2 separate regions of the Gossypium hirsutum genome follow, and region 1 is linked to region 2. Evidence: chromatin contacts called from public Hi-C data. All regions are on one chromosome and are shown on one strand. The core of a region is the stretch at or near the end of the contact, and the rest is flanking DNA. Distances in the headings are between cores, read along the strand shown.

Region 1 (7,470 bases), core at 1,232-3,731, 300 kb after region 2:
CGAAATGTTTAAGGGTGCCCACATTTTTTATAGCAAGTATTAAAAAAAAATCTATATTTAATGAATGCAGTTAAGAGAGAAATTTAACATAGCATAATGCTGATAATCCAAAATCACAGCTCAAGTATATTTAACTCTTAGAGAATCGTGGAGGTTAAAACATCAAGTGGAACAAAGAGAGGAAAACGATCATGATAACGAAGAAGACATAATGAATGAATGCATACCTTGGATTTCTTCAACCTTGATTTGTTATCTGCACACCAGGCAAGGGCAGGACCCACCTCTTGATTTCTAAGGCCATCAATAACCTTCTTAGCTTCTTGGAAAACATCAATATCGACAAGTTCCTGGCACAAAAACATTCAATTAAGTATAAGCATATTTGTAGGCAAATGGTGATGGAAAAGATAATTTTATTTATTTTATATAAAGACATGTTTAATTCAAAGAAAACAGCAGAATCTTGGTTAAACCAAGCTAGTTCTCTAGAGAGGTTGCATGTGATGTGAAACTTATGAACAGCCGTAACTTCTAAATGTATGCCAAAACAAGCATAAAGCCTCTATTGGACCTCCACAGTTATACGAGGAATTAATTGGAAAATGTTGTGAAGATACAGGCAAAGATGACAAGAATGTTTTCAGTGATGAGCATTTAAGGAAAAAAAACTGTCCAGCCAAAGCTAGATAACTGCTGAATGACAAAACATTCTAATTCAAAAGGTTAAAACATGTATTAATATAAAGAAAATACAATGCCATCCTGATTCAATGTAATTCTGCTTGTTAGTCCTATCTTATTCTCTGATTATAAAAAAAGGCAGAGCATACTTTTAGTGGCTAACTCCATAGAAAACTTATGAAATTAGAATTGAGAATTCGTGCATACATTTCACCATGTTATTATCGCATTCAAGGTATTTAATTTATATAAATTTGATACCTTAATAATATATATATAGGTTTGGAGACATGGTATATGTTGTGTTACTGTTATTTCTTCATGTCAGGTCTAACATTGTCATGTCTATATGAAATGAAGCAAGCATGTAAAGTACCTGTATGTTGCTGCTTTCTGCCAGCTTCATTGCAGAGTCATAGTATGACATACGCGACATATAGTCCACAAGGATCCGCTTCAATTGCACATTATTCCATTCAGAAAGGTTCTCAGCATCAGCTGAATCTAAGTGATCAAGACGAGCACGACACCTATGAGCTTGCAAGTTCTCTGCATGACTCCCCTCTTCCAACTGGATGATAAAGAACATATAGACTTTAGTAGATCACTATGCATTAACGACTTAAGAAGGGCTACTCAGTACTTTGGATAATAAATTACTAAAACACAAAATACAATCCAGTTGCTCAGATAAGAAGAAAAATAAATCTACCGTGACTACTAAATACAGCGACCAACTAATCTGCAAAGGTTATACTTGTTAAATTGAATAAAAATTATTGAATTACGTAAAATGCCGATTGATAAACAGATATATGTATGCGCGCGTATGTAAAGCAAAAAAGTGAACAATATTGGCAGGGGTTTCTACAGACCATTACTTAATTTAGGTTAGACAGTTTTGCAATTAAACATAATTTATCCCTTAATCCAGTAAGATAAGATTCAAAACTCTTCAACTTATTCGATATTTCAACTTTCCATACAAATTGACGAGTTTTAGATTTATTCTTGCTTTAATTCTACAAATTCATATTATCAAATTTAAGTGAAATTGTCAAAATTTCAACTTTCATACAAGTCCAGCTCTTTTACATCGAATTAATTATTCTCTTCATTTTCATAAAAATTCATTAATTTTAGATCATATAAAAACATAGCCATTTTTCACTCAAAATATCCAAAACTACTTTCTGCCTTTTAGACCTCCAAAAGTTAAAAGGAACATAATTTTGCTAATTCCAATACAGATCACATTAAATTAACTTAAAAAGAAAGAAAGAAAAAATCTCTTCTTTTACCTTGCGCTTGATGCCTTGCAAACGGGAAACAAGGGAAGTGAGACTCAAAATGGCATCGTCTTTGGATATTTCGTCGGAGTCAGCCACGTCAGTGACGCTTGAAATAACGGCAGAGACTTCTTTCTCGACTGTTCGGTGATTGGTTCGGATTGTTTTCTTGAAATGTTCAAAAGGAACACGCAAGAATTGGTGCTCTAATTTTAACGATTCCGTCAGATGGCTCAATTTCGAGGACGGCGTCGTGTTCGATGCGACGGTAATTGCGGTTGTCGCTGCTGCGGTTTCGGGGCTTGTTGCGGCATTCGAACCGCTACCGTTTGGAAGTGGATCGATTTCCATTCGAAGGGGAAAGAAACCGGTTTGAGTTCAAGGAAGAGTGGAGACGAGAAGAAAGGAATGATTAGTAGCTTTCTTACGGTGATGTGGTGAAACGACAGCGTCTTTTACGATAGAGCAACTGGATCTGATTGTGGACCGAGCTTTGCCAAAAATTTTCTATGGGATAATTACAAATTAGCGGTTAACATTTACAATTTTTGTAAATTTAATTTTCATTTTTTTATTGAGTTAAATTTATCAAAATATTAACTAAACCATTAATTTTTTAAGTATACGATGTTGACACATTATTATTTCTCTTATATGTCATATTAACAAATAATATAAAAATATTTAAAAATAAAAAATTTAAAAATTTAAGAAAATTGTATGAAGTACACGCGGATTGCATTATAGGCTACCATGTTTAAAATTTTAATATTTTGGTCAGCATTTCTCTTAAAAAAACAACAATTTAGCTCTTTCGAAAAGACTGATAGCTTTTAAAAAAAATTGATAGTTAAATTCAACCATTTTTAAAAATATTGAAGGTTAAATTTAGCTTAAAAAAGAACAAGGGCCAAATAGATAAAATTTGTAAACATTAAGAGCTCATTTTGTCATTGTGCCTTTTTTCTACTAGTCTAATTACAAATTGAGGAAGTTATTAATCAACAAAGTTTGAACCTTAGTCATCGAGTGCCAACAAGAAGCCTTAATCCCTTCAACCAATGGTAAGTTTGGTCCCCTTCAACAAAATATTACGTTTCGTAATAAGGTTACAAAAATGCAAGGTTACGAGTGGAATGTAAAATTAATTTACTTCGATTCATTTAGCTAGAATATAAGATCCAAATGTTTGGTTGATAAAATGTAATATTGTTATTATTATATAATTTTGTCTTTTACAATTTCATTTCTTTAACATTTTTTAGTCTCAAAATTTTCATAGAAGTATAATAATTTAATAAATTCATTGTTATTGCACCTTAACTTTATCATATGAATTTAATTAAAAACTATTGAACTTTAAAATTATGACAAAATCGCGCTTCAGCGTACATGTATTCAACAGAGAAAATTATAAAGATATATAACATGTGCAGTGTATTGCTGGTATAACAAGTCTACTTGCAATATTTATATAAAAAAATACAATGAAACACCTTATAGAGTATCCCAATGATCGAATCCATAAGAGATCGATAAAAAAATTGAATTCACGTCAATAAGAATGCAAGCTAGAAAGTCTAAATAGTTAGTACTAAACAACCTATAGTACAACAAAAAATAAATAGAATGTTTGAGGCTAAACTAATATCTAAGGACCTAATTGTAAAGATATCCAAATTTGTAAAAGAGATAATCAAGACAAAATGGTAGCTGGTTAATTTCCATGTTCATAATTAACTCTTAGATTAGGAAATTTAGTAGAATAATTTTCTAATCGAATTAGTTAATATCTCTCAATCTATAATTTACCCAATTTACATTTTAGTTCGATTTATCTCTTGATCTAACTTAAACTAAATAGGGACAATTGAATTCTTACACAATAAGATTTCCTCTCAATCTCCCTTATCAATATTTTCACCTAGAGTCGTTAATTTTGAGTTTTGGTTTTTATTCAGTTTAGTCTAATTATTCAATTTAGTCCATAAACCTTAAGATAATTATTCAACATTTCAATTAACCAACTACCTAAGAAAATTAGTTCATGATTATCTTAATAAACCCAAACCCTATCATTTTCATGTTCATTTAAGCAATTAAATAAAACGAAAATTAAGAAGGTTTAGAAATTTCTTGAATTTGGATTTGATGAAGCTCTGATTTGATGATTTTGATGGAGTGAGAACATAAGATTCCTCGTTTTGATTGTTTGATTGCAAACTTTGAATAAGGAAATCACTAAAATCTATTAATATTTAAAGTGCAGAATCAATGGAACAAGAAGAGAAAATTGCAAAAGAAATTTAAGGAAAATTGCAGCAACCTAAAACTACAAATTAACCTAAAAACTAAAACTAAAGAGATCCCATAAAAGTTATTATTGTAGCAACCCATTTTTGGATCAAATTAGAATAGTGGTTTCAGGACCATAAATTTGAAGTAGAAATATTTGTTTTACTATTTCTTTAAGGTTTACAGCATGATAGAATAATTGTATGAAAATTTCGTTAAGAAATTTTATCGATTGAGTACTCAATTTGACTAGAAGGACTAAATTGCAATAGGTGCAAAATTTGAGTTCTATAGGCTAAAGGTAGTAAATTGTTATGAAATTCTAAATTAGAGGTCCTTAAATGGTAATTAGACCATTATACTTTAGGATCGACAAAAATGGACATGGAATAAGTAAAATTTCAAAGTTTAAGTGAGGGGTAAATGGGTAATTTGATAAATAAAGCTAAAATAACTAAATAAAGGATTTCATCTTCTTCAATTTCATCCTCATAGCCAAAAATTAGAATATGAGACCTAGCTAGGGTTTGGCCAAGCTTTCAAGCTCGATTGTAAGTCCGTTCTTGTCCCATTTTTAATGATTTTTATATTTTTGAGATCATTGTAACTTGATTCAGCTATTTCAAGGACAAATTGAAAGAAAGTTAAAGTCTAAAATCTTACCCATGTTGGATGTGCATGTATTTTGATGTTTGATTGTAGAAAATGCATGTTCATTGTTAGTTAAACTGTAATAGTCTGGTTTAGACCCTAGTTGGAACAGTGGTTTCGGAACCACAAATCCGAGGTCAAAAAATATTACTTTATGTGTTTACAGTATGTGATTTTATATGTGTGAAATTTTCTGGTGCTAATTTTAACGTTTGTGTGTTCGATTTGATAAAAATGACTTAATCGCGTAAATTGTAAAAATGGCATTCCATATGTTAAAAGTGCTTAAGTGTTATGGATTTTATAATCAAAGGTCCTTATGATGATATTAGACCATTTGAATGATGGATGGACATAAATGGGCTTGTATTAAGTGATTTTTATATGGTTTAATAAAGGGGTAAAATTGGTATTTGATTATTAATGTTATATTAAATAAAACAAAGTCATTATATGCTTTAATTATCATCACTATCACTAAAAATCATAAGAAAAGAAAAGATAAAAGTTCATTTAGGGTTCGACTATGGTTGAGCTTGATTGAGGAATGTCTTTTGCTTGGTTTTTGATGATTTCTATGTTTTTGTGATCGTTGCTTTGAGTACTAGCTAGCCCATGCCTCAATTTTTGAATTGGTTGATGAAATTGTGAGTTTCCATTGATGAATGCTTGAGTTTTGTGATAGATGATGATGAATTATGAAAGCTTGGTGCTTGATATACATGTTTTGTAAAGTGATTTTGAGTAAAAATGCATATTGGGGATTAAATTGAGAAAAGTGTAAACTAATGGGTTAAATTGTGAAATAAATGAAATTTTTGGGCTACTAGGGGTCCCTAGGAAATTCGGCTAGGCTTGGGTGTAAATAAATTTTGTGTAATTTGTATTTTTTGTGAAATAGGGACTAAATTGAATAAATGTGTAACTTTAGAGGGCTAATCTGCAAAATGCCCATTTATGTGTTTGCCAATTAAATTGAATGAATTGGTGATTAAATGGGTAAATTTTGAATACATATAGATCAAGAAAGAAAGAACTCGGATTTAGATCGAGGTAAATCGAAGGTTATCGAGTAATTGATCTAATTAGTCCATTCTGAGTACAAGGTAAGTTCGTACGTGATAAATTTGGTTATAATTATGTTTTTAATGCTTCAATAATGCATAAATTGTATATTTGTGACTACGACTGTGTACGATGACAAGTCTACTATGTTTGGCAATTAGTGTACGTTTCAAGATAGCTTCGGCTATATACAGCACTTAGTGTGCGAATTGAAATAGTTTCGGTTTTATATGGCACTAAGTGTGTAATGCTGAGATAACTTCGGTTCAATATGATGGCACTAAGTGTGCGATATCGTTATTACTACGGCTAAACATTAATGCACTAAGTGTGCGAGTTCTTGAAGCATTGAAAGATTCTCGAACGATTTAACGTATTGAACAAAGAAGTGAGGATGAAATAAATGAATACGAGAAAGTACAGGTATGTAAGATACCTATGTGGTAGTTGATACTATGTGTAAGAAGCTTAATGAAATGGTATATACATGATAAATGGTTATGGGTTAGAATTGAATGATGATATGATAACTACTAAGTGTCTATTAGTTGATGATTTAGATAATATGAACTGTTGAGTATTTTTGGTACGAACTTACTAAGCTATGAAGCTTACCGTGTGTTATTTGTCTATGTTTTATAGATCATCGAAGCTAGCTTGGATTCGAGAATCGTCAGGAAACGTCATCACACTATCAATCATCTTGTTGGTACTTTTGAAGCTTGTATATATATGGTATATGGCATGTATAGGCTAGTGTTATTTTGGTATGTTTTGAGTCTTGATATTAGCCATGAGATTTGGCTTGTAAATGTAGTATGTATAACCATTTAAGTTGGCTTGAATTAAGTGTTTGGTAAGTGTTATATGTAATGCATATAATTCTTTATGAATTAGTTTAGTTTGAGGTGATGATACGATGAGTTTTGTGATATGAAGTAGATGATATTATAATAAATTAATGAATAGGGAATATATGCAAGTTGTGATGATTTTGGCATAATGATTTGGTATAATTTGAATATGGAAATGATTAGTTAAAATGGTTGATTATATATGGTATGTTATGTGTATGTTTTGGTGGGTTTTGGTTGCTTATAAATGACTTGAAATGGTACCAAATAGGTTGATTTATATGCATGATTGTAAGGTGGCAAATTGACTTTTCAAATAACCTATTTTTGTCCACACGGGCAGAGACACGGGCGTGTGTCTCGGCCGTGTGCGACACACGGCTATGTTACATGACCGTGTGTCCCCTAGGTTAGCCCTACGAATTTAAGTCAGTCTCGTACACGAGTTAAACACATGAGCGTGTCGTTGGCCATGTGACCCAAGTCAGTAAACCCTCCAGTTTTCACACGGACAAGGCACACGGGCGTGTCTCCGGCCGTGTGGTGCAAGTCATTATGTATGCCCTGTTTTCACACGGTCTATGACACGGGCGTGTCTGGTAACCGTGTGAGGCGCACGGCCTGTTCACACG
Region 2 (6,742 bases), core at 1,472-3,971:
AGGCAGAGATATTAGCACAATACACATGTAAACATGAGCTTTTAAATTGTGGTATGTCATTCTGATTTATACCTGAAAATTCAAATGTACAAACATTGAACATGTAAAAACTTTCAATCCTACAGAGTACCTAAAGGCTTAGGTTTTCTTGTTTGGGTGGGATGTAAATTTCCTTCCTGTCAAATGGTTTACTTCGTCGTGGAACATCAGCTATGTTACAGAATTCAGTCAAATTTTTTCTAATTCGAACTTTCTTCGTATCTGGTGGCCTAGGTCCCAAAACACTCAAGTCAGTAGTTGCTCCATAAACTTGAGATGACTGCACAACAGCATCATAAGCCTTTGAGGAGAGGTTAAGGCCTTCATTTTGAGCTCTCATGTACAAGTCATATGCAAGCCTTGGTTTACCATCATTTGCCAGAGCCTCAATCAACATCTCATATGTGATCTCATTTGGTGAGATGTTCTGGACTTTCATGCGGTGAAACCATTCATATGCTGCACTGCTCATGCCATTCCGAGCACACCCACTAATAATTGCATTGTATGTGACCACCGTTGGCTCAATACCAGATGATGCCATTTCTTGAAAGACTGCATTAATCATTTTGAAATTTCCTTGTCCAGTGAAAATTGAAGCCATGATTGTATAAGCGTACAAGTTGGGTTTAACACCAACCTTTATCATATGATCCCACACCCTGAGGGCTTCATCATAGAGTTTACCCTTTTCGAGGGCACTGAGCAATGCTCCATACGAGATGATGGTGGGCTTTTCCCCTTGCTCCACCATTCTCCTAAATATCTGCACAGCAGCAGAAGTTTCTGAAGCCTTGGAACATGCCACAAGGACTGCATTCCACTCCCTGCTGCCAGGTTTAAGGCCTTTTTCTTCCATCTTATTAAGCAACCTGACACCCCATCGCCATATTCCTCGTTGTCTGGCCGCTGAAAGTAATATATTAAAGTGAGACACAACCAATTCATAGGACATGTTATTAGGACTTGGTCCCTTGTCTAATAGATCCTCGTATATCTCCAAAGCAGCCCACCACTTCTTAGCCTTCCCCATTACCCAAATCAAATGGTTACACACAGATAAGCTTATCTCTGAAAAGCTTTCTCTAATCCTGCTATAAAGTTCTTTTGCAACAAGATAATGTTCTTCACGGGTACAAGCCCATATAAGGCGCTCATAATCTTCCCTACTAAGTTTAAGCCCAACATTGTCCATATCTCTCAGGAGTTTCAGCACACTGGTGCTCAAATTTTCGTCCTTAACAAGCCACCGCCGCATGACTTGTTGGCAAATACGAACTGTGAATTTCTCAAGCTTAACAAACTCATATTCCCAATTTTCATCCGCATTTCTTCCAATGTCTCCCTTCACATATTTTTCTCTTAATTCAATAAAGAACTTCAAAGCTCCATGCCCATCTTCCATTCTACGATAAGCATATAAGGCAGTAGCATAGGACACTGGCGACGGACTGAAGCCCTTCTCTTGAATTTCCTCAAGAACATTTAGGGCCTTTGTAGCTTCTCCTTGCTCCACATAAATTGCCATCAAAACATTATAAGTAACAATATTGGGAATGATCCCCTCCTCAGCCATATCATCCAAGATTTTCTCCATTTCACCAAATTGTTTGGAGTGTTTCACTGCACCCAATAAGCTGTTGTATATGAAAAGGTTTGGGCCAATGCCTCCACCACTTTCTTTCTTCTTTCTCTTGAGCCACTCAACAAGGGACATTGCAGCATCCATGTATTTGTCCCTTCCAAAACCACTAATCATGCTTGAATGTACTTGGAGAGGCAGTTCACCCATATCTTTGAGAACCTTTCCTATGTCATCTGCAGTTTTAGCAAACTGTAAACTGCGTGCCAGAGCCCGAACATCAATCCTTGCACTCTCCAACTCAGCTTCTCCCTCACTACTAATATCCACTTCCTCACTTCTATCCCCATTGCCATTATCATCATCCTTTGAGTATGATCCTTCTCTCTCAAGTTCATTCCCAGTTTCTTGTTGCTCCAATGCCCAAGCTGATGCAACCAACCCACTAGAAGAACCTCCCTTTGGCTCACAGAAGAGGACAACTTTCAATTGGGAGTAGCAACAGAGGAATTCAAATCTCAAACAACAATTCAAGTTCCTGCAACAAGTCTCACTCCTACTAAATCTTGCATAGCTTGAAAGCAATAAGAAACTATGACCTCTACCGTCAATAAGACTCCATTTTTTCCTGCTTCTAGGTTTAATAGATGCAAAACAGGAAGAATCATGCTCAAAATCCAAATGGGGTACTACCAAAGAGCCACCATGTGATGGCCAGATACTTAAAGCTTGCATTTTTACAAAAAAAGTTTACAAAATTAAGAAATACCCAGAGTTAAAGAAGCAAGGAAATATCTTACTACAATCTCATGATAGATTCATCGGTGCTCCTTAGTCTTTGCAAGTGCTTAGTGACTTCAGTCCTGAACTGACAGGAGTTTCTACAAATTGACATACAATTAAGAATATAAAAATGAAAAACGATGAAAGAACAAGGCTAAGGCATCTGAAAGATGATAGCTTGGGCGGATATAAGTTGGTTGTGTTCTTCTGCTGTGGTCTATTCACAGCCATTCAATTGCAAGGAGAGCTGGAGAGGTGAGGGAGCCAAAAATCAGACAAAAATTCGTCATTGTGTGGCAAGAAAAAGAAAACATGTTTGGGTTTTCTTTGTCATAAATGGGCTAATGTCCAATAAGCACAAGCTTATTCGTATTCTTTTTTTTTCATATTTTAAATAAAAACATAAAATTTTAAAAAAATTAATTTTTTTAAATATAAAAATATTTTAAAATATAAAAAAATTCTAAATTTCAATGTTAGCTAAATTGGGCTGGACCAATTGGTTGGATTGAAAATCGGCTAGGGTATCAATCCGATGAGAGATCAAAAATCAGTTGACTCGCAAATCAGTACGGACTAGTTGTACCAAGCTAAGACTCAGTTGAATCAATTTCGAACTAGTCTAACCAATTGGTTCCCAAAATGACTATCCTAACCAGTTCAAAGTAAATAATTTATTAAAAAATAAAAATACTAAAAATTATAAACATTTATTCAAACTCACAGTTTAATTGATCTTTTAGCTTGATTCATTTATTTCGCATCGGTTCTCTTGCCAACCAATTTTTTACCTCTCACCGAACCATTACCCCAGTTGATTCTTAATTCAATAAACATTGAATTTTGAATTTTTTTATAGTTTTCTATTTTTTAATTTTAATGAATTTTAATTTTTCTTATAGACATTATTATTTAAAAAATTATATTTGTTTAAAAATGTTATGTTTTTCGTTTAAAATAATAAAAAATTATTTTTTTTAAATTTATATACTTTAAAAGGTATTAACCAAATTGATAAAAAAAATTGTAAATGTTAAGGGCTAAAACATTTAAAAATTTTAAAAATTGATTCATTTGCGAACTGGGCTAAAAAAATAAATTGAACTGGAAATTGAATCGATTTTAATATTTTTTATTTTTAATTATTTATTTGCTTTGAGCCGCTGAGATTAGTCATTTTGGGAACAAATTGGTTAGACCGATTCGAAATTAATTTAATTATCGGTTCAATTGATTTTTCATGTTAGTTCAATTAGCCCAAACTGGTTCGTGCGTTAATCGATTTTTTTACCTGTCACCGAATAGATACACTAATCAGTTCCTAGTGTGGCTGGCCGGTCCGATTAGGTTTGTGTTAGATAACATTGAATTTTGGAATTTTTGTTTATATTTTTAAAATATTTTTTGTTTTTTGTTTTTTGAATTTTAAATAGTTTTTAATGTTTTTCATAAATTTTTATTTTAAAAAATCATCATTTTTTAAAAAATTTTATGTTTTCATTTAAAATATGAAAAAAATAATTTTAAAATTTTCATGTATTTTTAAAGGGTAAGGACCAAATTGACAAAAATTATAAATGTTGAGGGTTAAAAAGTTATTTTACCTTTGATATTACAACGTCAAAATTAAATAAAAAAAGTACAAGAACTCAATGTTTCAAAATTAAAGTATAGAGACTAAATATTAAATTTTAAAAAAGTACAAGGACCTTTGTGATATTTAAACCTTGAATTTATAAACCTAATAGTCATTTTCTAAAATATTTGTTCTAAAATCTAAATATATTATATTAAACCCAAACTCAAATAATATACTTATTATTACCTAATTCAAAATAATTAATTATAACCTAAATCTCATGCCTAAATTTTTTTTTTAAACCCAAAACCGAAATATAGTTTATAAAAGTTAAAGTCAAATTCAAAATCTAATTTAATAAAATAATATTTATTAAGAGATTAAATATTTTAATAATATTATATGCTTTGCCGGTAATTTCTTAACTCAATGACAATAACATTATGTTGTAGGCATGAGAGCTTTAATTTGTTTTTAAGCAGCCTCATTTCCTTATTTTATTATTAAAAAAATATTTTTCTATTACTAGTTATAAATATGTATTGTAATATACTAAATTAAACATAATTATTGATACTATATCTTTTATTATAATTTTATAATATAATAATAGTTATATATATTAATAGTTTGTCATAATTATATACTATAATATTATACTATATAATAGTATATCATCTATTATAGTTAGCTATTAAAACCAATCAAATTAAATCAATTCAAGCAAACCGGTTAATAAATTCAATTTTGATTTTGGACAAATTAATAATTATATATTTTAATATTTTTAAAATATATTATTACATTATGTAAAACTATATCATATACTATAATAGTAATACATAATATATTAATTATTTATTATATTAGTTGAAATATGCAATAAGTTCCTATACTTTTCTTAAAATTGAAAGTTAGCCCTCCGATATTATATAATGGCATATCATCTCATCTCATATATAATAATAGTTTTTATATATGCATTAATGATTAAGCATTATAATATTATATAACACTATATCTTTTATTATAGTTTATTATATAATAATAGTTATATATGTGTATTAATGGTTTTAGTAGTTAAATATTATGGGGAGGAATCTACTCACACCTATGTAAAACTAAAATAGCTTTACACCCTTTCATATCTTTTTGTATGATTAATATTTTAATGGTCCAACTGTCACATTTTATTTTTCATCTATATAGATCATGCATGTCAAATTTAATGTAAATTAAAATTTTCTAACTATTTGTTTTATATAAAAAAATTTCAACCGTTTAATAACTATTAATATATATATATATAGTATTTTAGATAAATATGATAGAGATATCAAACCAATTTGAAAATTTACATGTATGATAAGTACAATTATATCGATAAATTTAACGGTTAGATTGTTAAAAAAGTAATAGTACAAAGAGATAAGAAAGGATGTAAAACTATTTTAGTTTTACACTACTGTAAGTAGATCCCTTTCAATATACTATATTATTATATGATGTAATAGTTTATCATCTATTATAATTAGTGACATAAACGAGCTTAACTGATTGAATAGAGCTAATTCAAGCAAATCGATTGGTAAATTCGGTTTTGATTTTGGACCAATTAATAGTTATATATGTATTAATAGTTTTAAAATATATTATTACATTATTTAATATTACATCACATACTGTAATCGTAATACATAATATATTAATTATCATTATATATTATCGTTGATTGTATTGATTGAAATATACTGTAAGTTCTTATACTTTTTATACATTTGAAAGTCAGTCCTACTATATTATATAATACTATCTTTATTATATACTATAAAATATGTTAATAGTTTATATATATATGCATCAAAGTTAAATTAGATAATCGATTGATTTAATGCTGTCAGTTTGATTTCAATTTTGAAACTCAAAATCATTTAAAGCAAATTAATCAACTTTACACCTATATACCATATTAACCTCAAATCCATTACTAATGAAACGCGAAACCCAAACGTAAGTCCAATTTAAACTTTATTCAAACTCTAACTTAAATAAAAATAAATTCATTCCAAATTAAACTTAATATAAAAATAATAATATTAATAACAAAATTAAACATTAACCAGTAAAAAATTAAAAGTAAAAATTAAATTCTCAAATTATAAAAAAAATTAAAATCTAAAATCTAAATCATTAAAATTAAATTTATTAGTGTTGTTATTTATATTGCATAATATATTATGTTTAATAATTTGTGATAAAGTATAACACTAGTTATCATATTATTAAATTAATATATTATGTCATTATATATTTTATATTATCATTAAATTTAAATTTTATAAACTTTAATAATTATTAATTTTATATATTTATTATTATATATAAAATTATAGCATTAAAAATATTTTATTTCAATTAATGTTTTTAAAATTTTATTTTACTTTATAATTTAACATACAAATTTTTTATTCTTTACTTATGCTATTAATAAAATTTTAATATAAATATATATCACATTTTCATAAAATAAATTATTATAAATTATTTTTATTTTTAAGTAATAACATAAAATTATATTAATTATGAATGTCTATTGTCGTTGTTTAGTTATAAATTCGAGCTTTTTTGAGCTTTGGGTTGGATTTATCTCGAGCTCGGTCCAAATTGGTCTCAAACTTGGATTCTTATGGGCTTAAGATTTCTCAAGCTTGGATTTTCTCAGTTTGGACTTTTTCAGGCTTGTTGGAAAAATTCGATTT

What was found. Hi-C and Micro-C count contacts between places; a contact is called where the count stands out from the background.
Region 1: a contact with region 2 is called in a Hi-C map of leaf, with 3 times the contacts expected there. The contact joins the promoter of LOC107957100 here to the promoter of LOC107957096 in region 2. A contact is called at or near these places in 7 of 34 Hi-C or Micro-C datasets (callus, hypocotyl and leaf).

Annotation. Positions count from the first base shown.
Region 1 is chrA05:86,067,146-86,074,615 of Gossypium_hirsutum_v2.1, forward strand. It overlaps LOC107957100 (protein MAEA homolog), which reads right to left and starts at 2,482. Exons shown (of 7, transcript XM_016892522.2): 1 at 1,986-2,482; 2 at 1,061-1,255; 3 at 228-350. The coding sequence starts at 2,324.
Region 2 is chrA05:85,768,950-85,775,691 of Gossypium_hirsutum_v2.1, forward strand. LOC107957096 (protein LOW PHOTOSYNTHETIC EFFICIENCY 1, chloroplastic) reads right to left here and starts at 2,722. Exons shown (of 1, transcript XM_016892521.2): 1 at 35-2,722. The coding sequence starts at 2,356. The coding sequence ends at 131.